Linked DNA regions of Gossypium arboreum: region 2 is linked to region 1. The links are chromatin contacts, called in public Hi-C maps. All regions are on one chromosome and are shown on one strand. Each heading gives the region's core, a stretch centred on a gene start, on an enhancer-like site or on the middle of the called end of the contact. The rest is flanking DNA. Distances are from core to core; before and after follow the strand shown.

Evidence for each region. A called contact is a pair of places that touch in the nucleus more often than the background predicts.
Region 2: a Hi-C map of leaf shows a contact between it and region 1, with 5 times the contacts expected there. The contact joins the promoter of LOC108463937 here to the promoter of LOC108463873 in region 1. A contact is called at or near these places in 2 of 5 Hi-C or Micro-C datasets (both in leaf).

The regions. Positions count from the first base shown.
Region 1 is chr3:28,188,067-28,191,971 of ASM2569848v2, reverse strand. LOC108463873 (ATP-dependent DNA helicase homolog RECG, chloroplastic) reads left to right here and starts at 1,592. Exons shown (of 18, transcript XM_053025631.1): 1 at 1,592-1,732; 2 at 2,271-2,367; 3 at 3,211-3,293; 4 at 3,378-3,513. The coding sequence starts at 2,329.
Region 2 is chr3:28,359,118-28,363,292 of ASM2569848v2, reverse strand. It overlaps LOC108463937, which reads right to left and starts at 2,715. Exons shown (of 4, transcript XM_017763952.2): 1 at 2,453-2,715; 2 at 2,286-2,367; 3 at 2,080-2,196; 4 at 293-608. The coding sequence starts at 2,580. The coding sequence ends at 558. LOC108463936 (mitogen-activated protein kinase 17) reads left to right here. Exons shown (of 11, transcript XM_017763950.2): 11 at 1-292. The coding sequence ends at 8.

The sequences.
Region 1 (3,905 bases), core at 343-2,842:
TTCTTTTCTTGCTAGGTCTCCCATCTCCCCCCTGTTTTTTTTTTTCCCTTCCTCTCCTACTAAAATACCATCTTCTAAATCATGTTCCATAGCCGTTTGCATTTGATCAGGCCAAGAATTCTCCTTTCGTTGATCTAGAGATGATAATCCCCCTTCAATGTTAAATCCTAGAATTATATCAATGGCTTTTCCACTTCTGTCTTTATTATCCTCATCCCATAATCTGAACCCGAAAACTCGATTATCCTTCCAACCTCCTTCCTGTTTTCTTTCACCTTCATCCCGAAGCCATATACTATTCATAGATAGAGCTCTTCGGGATTGTGCTCGCAATGATAAATCCTAACCCAATTCAGCAATTTCCATCCCTAACATCATTTTTGCCTCACAGAATGAGCCACTATACCCCAAATGTCCGCAATAGAAACAAAAAAGTGATAAACGTTCATATTGAAATTTAACATATGAGCATCTTCCGCCCCACATAACCTGCTTCTTTCTTTTCAAAGGCCTCCTAATGTCAATCTGTACCCTTACACTCATGTAATTATGATTTTCCTTTCCAAGATTTGAACCATCATATTCCAAGAAAGCCCTTATAAAATTGCCTAGTTATATTGCTAAATTTTCATAAAATAATCCTATTGGGATGTCATGAATTTGTACCCAAAAAGGGGAAAAATTAATGGTACTCTTAATGGATCCTCTTCCCTTTTCAATTTATAAAATATCAACAAATGATTATTGAAAGCCCAAGGTGAACCTTTCAAAACCTTCTCCATATCCTTACCATGAAAGAACTGAAAAAGATACCTTTTTTCCCCCCAGATCTCGAATTTGAACCTCACAAACAGGATGCCACAGATTAGCCATAGTGCTTTTCATGGCTGGGAAGTGAATTATATTGGCTGTTAGGAAACATCCCACAAGTTGAAATTCTTCCACTATTCTTTCCGTGCTTGGATCTACCTGGATCTGTAATATTTCTTCTTCTTTCTCATTTAATGATAATTGTGCTAATTCAATTTCCATGAATACAGGTTTGAAGGCCAGGATACGATCGCCACACTCCAATCGTAGAAATAAACAGACTTAAAGACACTGGTTGTACCTAAAAGACAAAACAAATACTAAAAACAAGAAAAAACCTAAGAACTCATGCTAGCGGCGGCAGACAATTGCGTGCTAGGGTAGCAGACCCTTTTAGGTTTATGACTTGTTCTTTTACTTTGTTTACTTGGAAACGAAGAAAGTTATTAAACTTTTAAAATTTAGTTAATTTACTTTTCTTCAAAGAAAAATTAATTTTTTTGTTAGAAAAGAAAATTGATTGGATTATTACAATTTTAAAGACATATTATTTTATGTAGTAATTCCCGTATCCTTGGTAAAAATAAAAGCAATAAAAGTTCAAAATTTTAAAATAAATTATCTATATCCACAATAATATATATATAAAGTGCTCAGCAGACTATTATATTAATGCCATAAAATGTTAATAGTTTTAAGTTATTTTTTATATAAAAAAGTTAAAAAGAGGTAAAACAATAAAAAATTAGAGAAAATGTGATAAAAGAGTTGAAAATTAGTAACTAAATTTATGATTATATACCAATAAAGGAAGCTTTTGAATGAATCCGAATTATCAGGGAAAAATTAAAGAGCAGTGCAAGGCAAAGCAAGGCAAGGCAGGAAGAGCAAAAGCCCAAAAGGAGTGGAACATCTCTATGAGGCAAGTAGTAGCAGTTTCCGGCCCAACATAAGCATGTCATTCAGACTCGAAATGGAAGCTTTGTTTGTTTGAGTGTTTCTTCCAAACTCTTTACTCTCTTGTAACTGGCGTCTATGTTTATGTACTTTTTATTTCAAATTCCTTTAGATTCCCAGCCACTGAAGGCATTCGCATCTACATACAAAAGAAATCTTGTTGTTAGAAATCCAGGTGAGGAGCGTCGTAATTGCCTAATCTCAGTCCATATTTATCTTCCAAATTGGTTTTCGTTTACATCTCCCATCTTTGATTTCTCGGAAACTGCTTGTAAACAAGCTGCCAAGTTAGATCTCCCCCCTCTCTCTCCGTTGGTTCAGTTCTCACAACTTCAAATTCCTTCCCCAGCTGAAGCTGGAAATGGTGGACTTGTATTGAAAAAAAAATTATGAATTGAAAGAAACCCAAGTCTTTTAAATCCCAATGTTTATGTTTTCATTTTTGTATGGGTTGTGGCAGTTGATTGTATTCCCTGGATTCTAACTCAAATGCCGTCTTGCAGGATTGTATATGCTTTGATGAGTTAGGCATGTTCTTTTGGTGCAGTAAGTTTGTTTCACATGGCACTGACTGTCTCAAGCGTGCTTTCATGTACCGTGGTACAGTACCACGATTCTCTTTTGCTTTAAATGAATGATTAAAGCAAGAGTTTTTTATTTTATTATTATTATTTTTTATGTCTATTCAGATTATTGTTGTTTTAGATTCTGCTATGAAGTAGCCAGAGTAGGAGTTGTAAGATTGGGTCGGGATTAGAAGAATGATGAATAATATTACATGTATCGTTGTGCATGTGGAAAATTTGAGAGGCTACTGTATGTAAGAGTACGATAACAGGTGAAAAGCCCAGTAGGATAAATGACTAGTGGTAATACTGCCAAGTTAAAGAAATTCATCTCTTTAGTTGTAAATTTACATGGTTGAACTCATAGGTTGGAAGGTAACTGTTGAGTTCAAATTCTGAATTCTTTTGCTTTGAAAGTGAATTATGTTATTCAACCATATTCTCTTAACACAAAATCTTAACTACTTCCAAATCTAGTGATCCTAAAATTCATTCAAATCTGATTCAGATGGGCCAAATTAGAAATTCTATTATGCTCTTTGTCTCTCTCACTTACTCCTTGTAGCACTTATTCGTTCGCATAAATTAGATCTTGGCTTCTGCTATTTTCTGCCTATGTCAAAGTACTTGTATTTTTGTTATAGAGATCCCATCATTTTCCCTAACTTATTTTGTATCAGTTTTACTTATCCAACCAAGCATGCTTTCCAGGTTCTTAGATACTCATGGAAACTTAATGTGCTATTATTCCATTGTGGAAATTTTTATGTACAATTCTTTGTTTTTCATGGCTTATTTTAGCATCTTAAGAATCAAATGAGCATGGTGACACTGAATTTTTGTTATGCATTCTAAAATTTTCCTCCTTTTCTTTCAGTGTTTTACCGGGAAGGGTTTGAGAAGTGCTATAGTCTTTGAAGCAGAGAGAGGCTATAGGAATGCTTTAGGTAGAAAAATGAGGTAATGCACTACATTAAGTTTGGTTGCTTAAACCATGATGGTTGAGATGGAATTTTACTTTGAGTTGCCTTCAATTAATGTTAGGTTCCATAATTACCTCTTCAATAAAGTTTCAAAAATTTATTCGCGGTCCAAGCACAAGTTTCCAGAAAAGTTATTGGAGGAAGTACATAATTATGATACAGCCAGTATCTCAGGTCGCTCAAAGCTGCTAAATAAGGTAGATGTCTAATTACAAGATTTGGCTATTGGATGTTGCTTGTGATTCTCAGAAATTTCCTTATATCCTCAAGAAAATAACTCTTCTCTTTGCATTCTATGCTCATATATTGTTTTGCATAAAAACGGGTACCTACTGTTTCCAATACCTGTAGAAAGCAGATCTCTAGCTTCTATTTGTTTCACTTTTTCCCTGCAATTTTCATGAGAAACTATGTATTTTAGTATTTAATCTTGACCAATATTACATTTTCTTTCTTTATTTCATTTTTGTTGTTCAAAAGCCAGTGAGGGCCCAAATCTTACAATTATATATTTTGATATGCATGCATTGAATATAAAAATTAGTACTTGAAGAAATCACACTAGAAGGATATGCCCAACGTTACCAAA
Region 2 (4,175 bases), core at 1,466-3,965, 170 kb before region 1:
GTCCATGATATTCCTCTGGAGGTTCTTAATCTGTCTTAATCAACTAATATGTGCTACCTGTAGTTACTTTATTGTACTCTGGACAAGGAAAAAAATTGCCTGACTTATGATTTGGAAATTATTTAAGGCAGGCAATCTTGCGGTGACAATTTGGGTCAATTCCCAATAGTTCAGCAGGATTCAGCTAATGCACTCACACATGAATCAAGCAATTCAATTACGGGCAGATTTTGCCATATTCTTATTGTACATACCATGGTAATAAATCAAGAAACATGCAATTCGACTTCAATTGGTGGCAGATATGGATGCATTTGAGATTTGTATATATTGATGTGATGTTTCTCGGTAAAGTTCAACAAATTCATACGAGAGAGAAAGATGACATTCACGTATCAGAAAACATTAAAGTCAATGCTTTATGGTGCAAATTATGGTAGTCTAAATATAGTTCGGACCATTTCACTTGTAGGGTACTAATACGCTTCTGCTCATCTAGCAGTGAATTTCCTCTGCTCATCTAGCAGTGAATTCCCTATCTCGTACTTAAAAGCCTTCTAGCCACTTCCATCTAGTTGACCATGAGAAAGGAGGTGGGCCATGTATTGCTGCAACCAGATAACATCAGAATTAGATAGCATTGACCAAAAGCTCAAAATTTAAAAAGTCATCCAATTTGTATCAAGTCAAAAGGACCAGAAGTTTTCTACAAGCGATGCATTACATAAAAAGATGACATCTTAGCAAGTAAAATGGTCAAAAGGATGATGCATGGGTCGATTTTCAGATACAGGTTATGAGTTTCCATTTTTCTTTTTGGTTTGCTTGCCTCCATAGCAGTATAGGCTATTGGTTTATGCCGTTGCTATTTGTTTTTTACTATAATATGTTTGCCTCTCCTTGTGCGAAAAAAGCAAAGAACAAAAGCATCGACCATCCAGTCATAGCAGAGGATTTCTATTTAAATTATTATGAGTTATAAACAAACTGGAACATTGAAGGAAAGAGTACAAGACAATTTCATTGATGTAAATCCATGGGGGAAGGTATGAGTGGATTTAAGGCCGAACAACAGCACTCAGTGATGTCTATCCTTTCTAGGTGTATCAGAGTGCAATTCTATCCCTATTTGAAAGAAAGGGATTTAGAAGATAAACCATTGTGTCAAAAACGAGGAAATTGTTAAGCAAATACAAATAAGGCCATCTGAGAGGGAAAATTAATATAGGCTGAAACCACTTAGTTACACCCCTTAAACAGTATAGTTAACCTAGTTGCATCAATGTGGTGTTTTCCTCCCATTCAGTACGACAGTACTTGGATGATACGAAAATCAAATATAATCTTGCCTGTAATCACAGTCCCTTCAATCCCAGAGAGTGATAAACGACCAGATAGTTACTGTCCAAGAAAAAGTGCCTAGGTGCCCTGTGGTTAACCAACTCCTCTTTATGGATAAGGAAGGTTGATATGGTAAAAGGTGGAGAAGAACAAGAAGACAAGTATCGTGGGTATGCAAATGAAAGAAGTAACTCCACTCAACCCAACTTGGACTGCTGACCGGTACTATCTCAACATACAGAGAGAATTCTAAGCAAGCACCTTTCTAGAATTCATCTTGTGACCCTCTTTACCACCGTTTTATTCTGGTTGCAACTTGCTTTAATTATCACAAGAAATTTAAGTTTGATCAGTCATTTTATAGAGGTCTGTTTGAAATAGGATCAGGAAGTAATGGTAGATTGTTCTACATGACATTTTTGGGAACAAACTATTTTCTAAATTAGGATCAGCAGAAATCGGGAAATATTGCAAAAATTACACTTAAGGATACTTGTACAGTTCAATTTGAAGCAATTACTTCAAATTTTCATAGAATCAACATAAAAAAGAAACAACCAAATCATGCTTGAATGATGCAGAGACAGAAAGCGCAATTCTAATTAAGGTTTCAACTACCATGTAAAACAGGGAGGAAAAAAAAAAACCTAATCTTGCATACCAGGAAAAAATCCTAAGTAGGTTATTAAAAGAATGCGTGCACACATGAAACATACATAATAGCAATGTGTAACTTACCGAATGATAGGCATATGGTGATTTCCCCTGACGATCGAAGTGTTTAGCCATGATACAGAACTCAATCGGACCCCATTCCTCTGATTCAAAGCAATTGCCTAATGCCGCTTTATATAACTATCCAAACCAAGAAACAATCAAATGTCAACCAAATATGAAATTAAAATGATGGGAAAGCAATAAAACTAGAGAATAAAAGAGGGTACCTTAGCAGTGTCAGTTAAAAGCTCGGTTCCAGCAGGATAAGAAGCATAGAATTGATCAGCCCTCGAATACCCAGCTCTAGTTCTGCAAAATAAACGTAGAAGCAAAGCAATTAAAAGAAAACGCTAAAAAATGATAAAAATCCACAAAATCTAACAATTGAATGTACGTGTTGTTTGTATAAGCGTAGCTCAAAACAGCAACAAAGCAATAGAATCCAGTGTATGACACAATTCTTCGGAACTTTTGAATCTTCAGAATTTCTTTGACGCCGTCGAGAAGATTATAGAGCATCATGGTTGCCTCTGAAATTTTCAAGTATTTCTAGGAAGGAACTCTTTTATTGTAGAGACATTCTATCGAACATGTACTGCGGCTGTTGTTTGAAACCGTGTAACCACGCGCACTGCCTTAAAATTACTCTCTTTTTCCAACTGTTTTTATACTAAAAACTCTTAAATTTCGAGTTTGAAAATGTTTAATTAAATCAAATTATTCAGTTTAATTTAATAAAAGAAAATGAAATTTATTTTCTAATTTTGTGTAAATTTTGATTACAAAATTCAGCTCCATCAAGATTATTTTTTATTTAACTTGGCGAAAATTTATCTAACATCCTTGTTATACTCTTCTCCCCAAAAATACATATGTCAAGCCCAAAAGATATTGTTGATTCTATATTGACTCTCTGAGCACAACTATTCGGCCCACTTCAAACAGAACCTATCATCTATGTTCATAGGAGAGCGTTATCATAATGTGAACACACTTTCAAGGCAATAATGAGCCTATTTAGGTTTAATTACATCATAATGATAGAATCTCATAATACGTGTCCATGAATATTCATTAGGCATTTAACGAGATGGATAAGGAGACTTTTTCTTATAAATACCCTAGAAAACTATGGGTAAGGGATCGACCATTTTTATTCCCTAGAGTTACTCTGAGCATTCATCTTTTCAATCAACCTATCTTATTGTCTTTATTTCGGGTCTCAGCCTTTACAGCTGAACCAACCTCCACTACATCACCTTGATCTCCTTATTCCACATGTCTTCCTCCCTTGTTATACTTTGTATCAATAATTGGTGCGGTGAGCGTAAACAGAACAAAATGTCTCAAAATGAGAATGATGTTACCCACAACCTCATTAACAAACATTGACACTGACCCTGCAATTTCTCCAGTCTAATGAATGGCGACGATATCAAAAACATTGAACTTTCTTTAACCCAACCCAAAACATCGAATCGCTCAACCATGACTACCATGAAAGCCCTCACACAACTCCTAAATACCCTTAATACTCCCTCAATTAATCTTGCCACTATGGCATCGCCTTCAATTCCTAACATGCCATCCTCTCTTGTCACCCTACAAGACCCCAAAGATGATCTCTTAAAATAAATCCTCACTTGTTTAGCCTCGCAATATCAACCTACTACCGTGGCCATGCTCCCATATCAGAATTCCCAACAATAATATCTACTGAGTTCCTAGCACCATGTTGCTAAGATGCAAGAAAAGATGTGTCTCTTGGCTCGACAGTGTTAATTCCAGGAACAGTAGGAACGTTAACACTTGTTAGATCAACATAATGCCTGCAATGAGCAACTGATCACGGAGTTGCATGTAGCAAAAGATGATGTCAAAGAGGATGAATTACCTCCTTCTGACAGAATTAAAAAATAAATCACAATTAACTATCTATAATGATAAGAAAGGGCATAATGATGATGAGATTTTACAAGATCCTCAGCCTGATTATGAGCCTTGAAACAAAACCATTCTTTTTGAGAAACAAATTGCAGCACTTCAATTAGAATTTTTACAAGAGGCTAAATGTTCTGAATCTAATGAAGTTTCTTAAAGCTACACTAACAAACCTT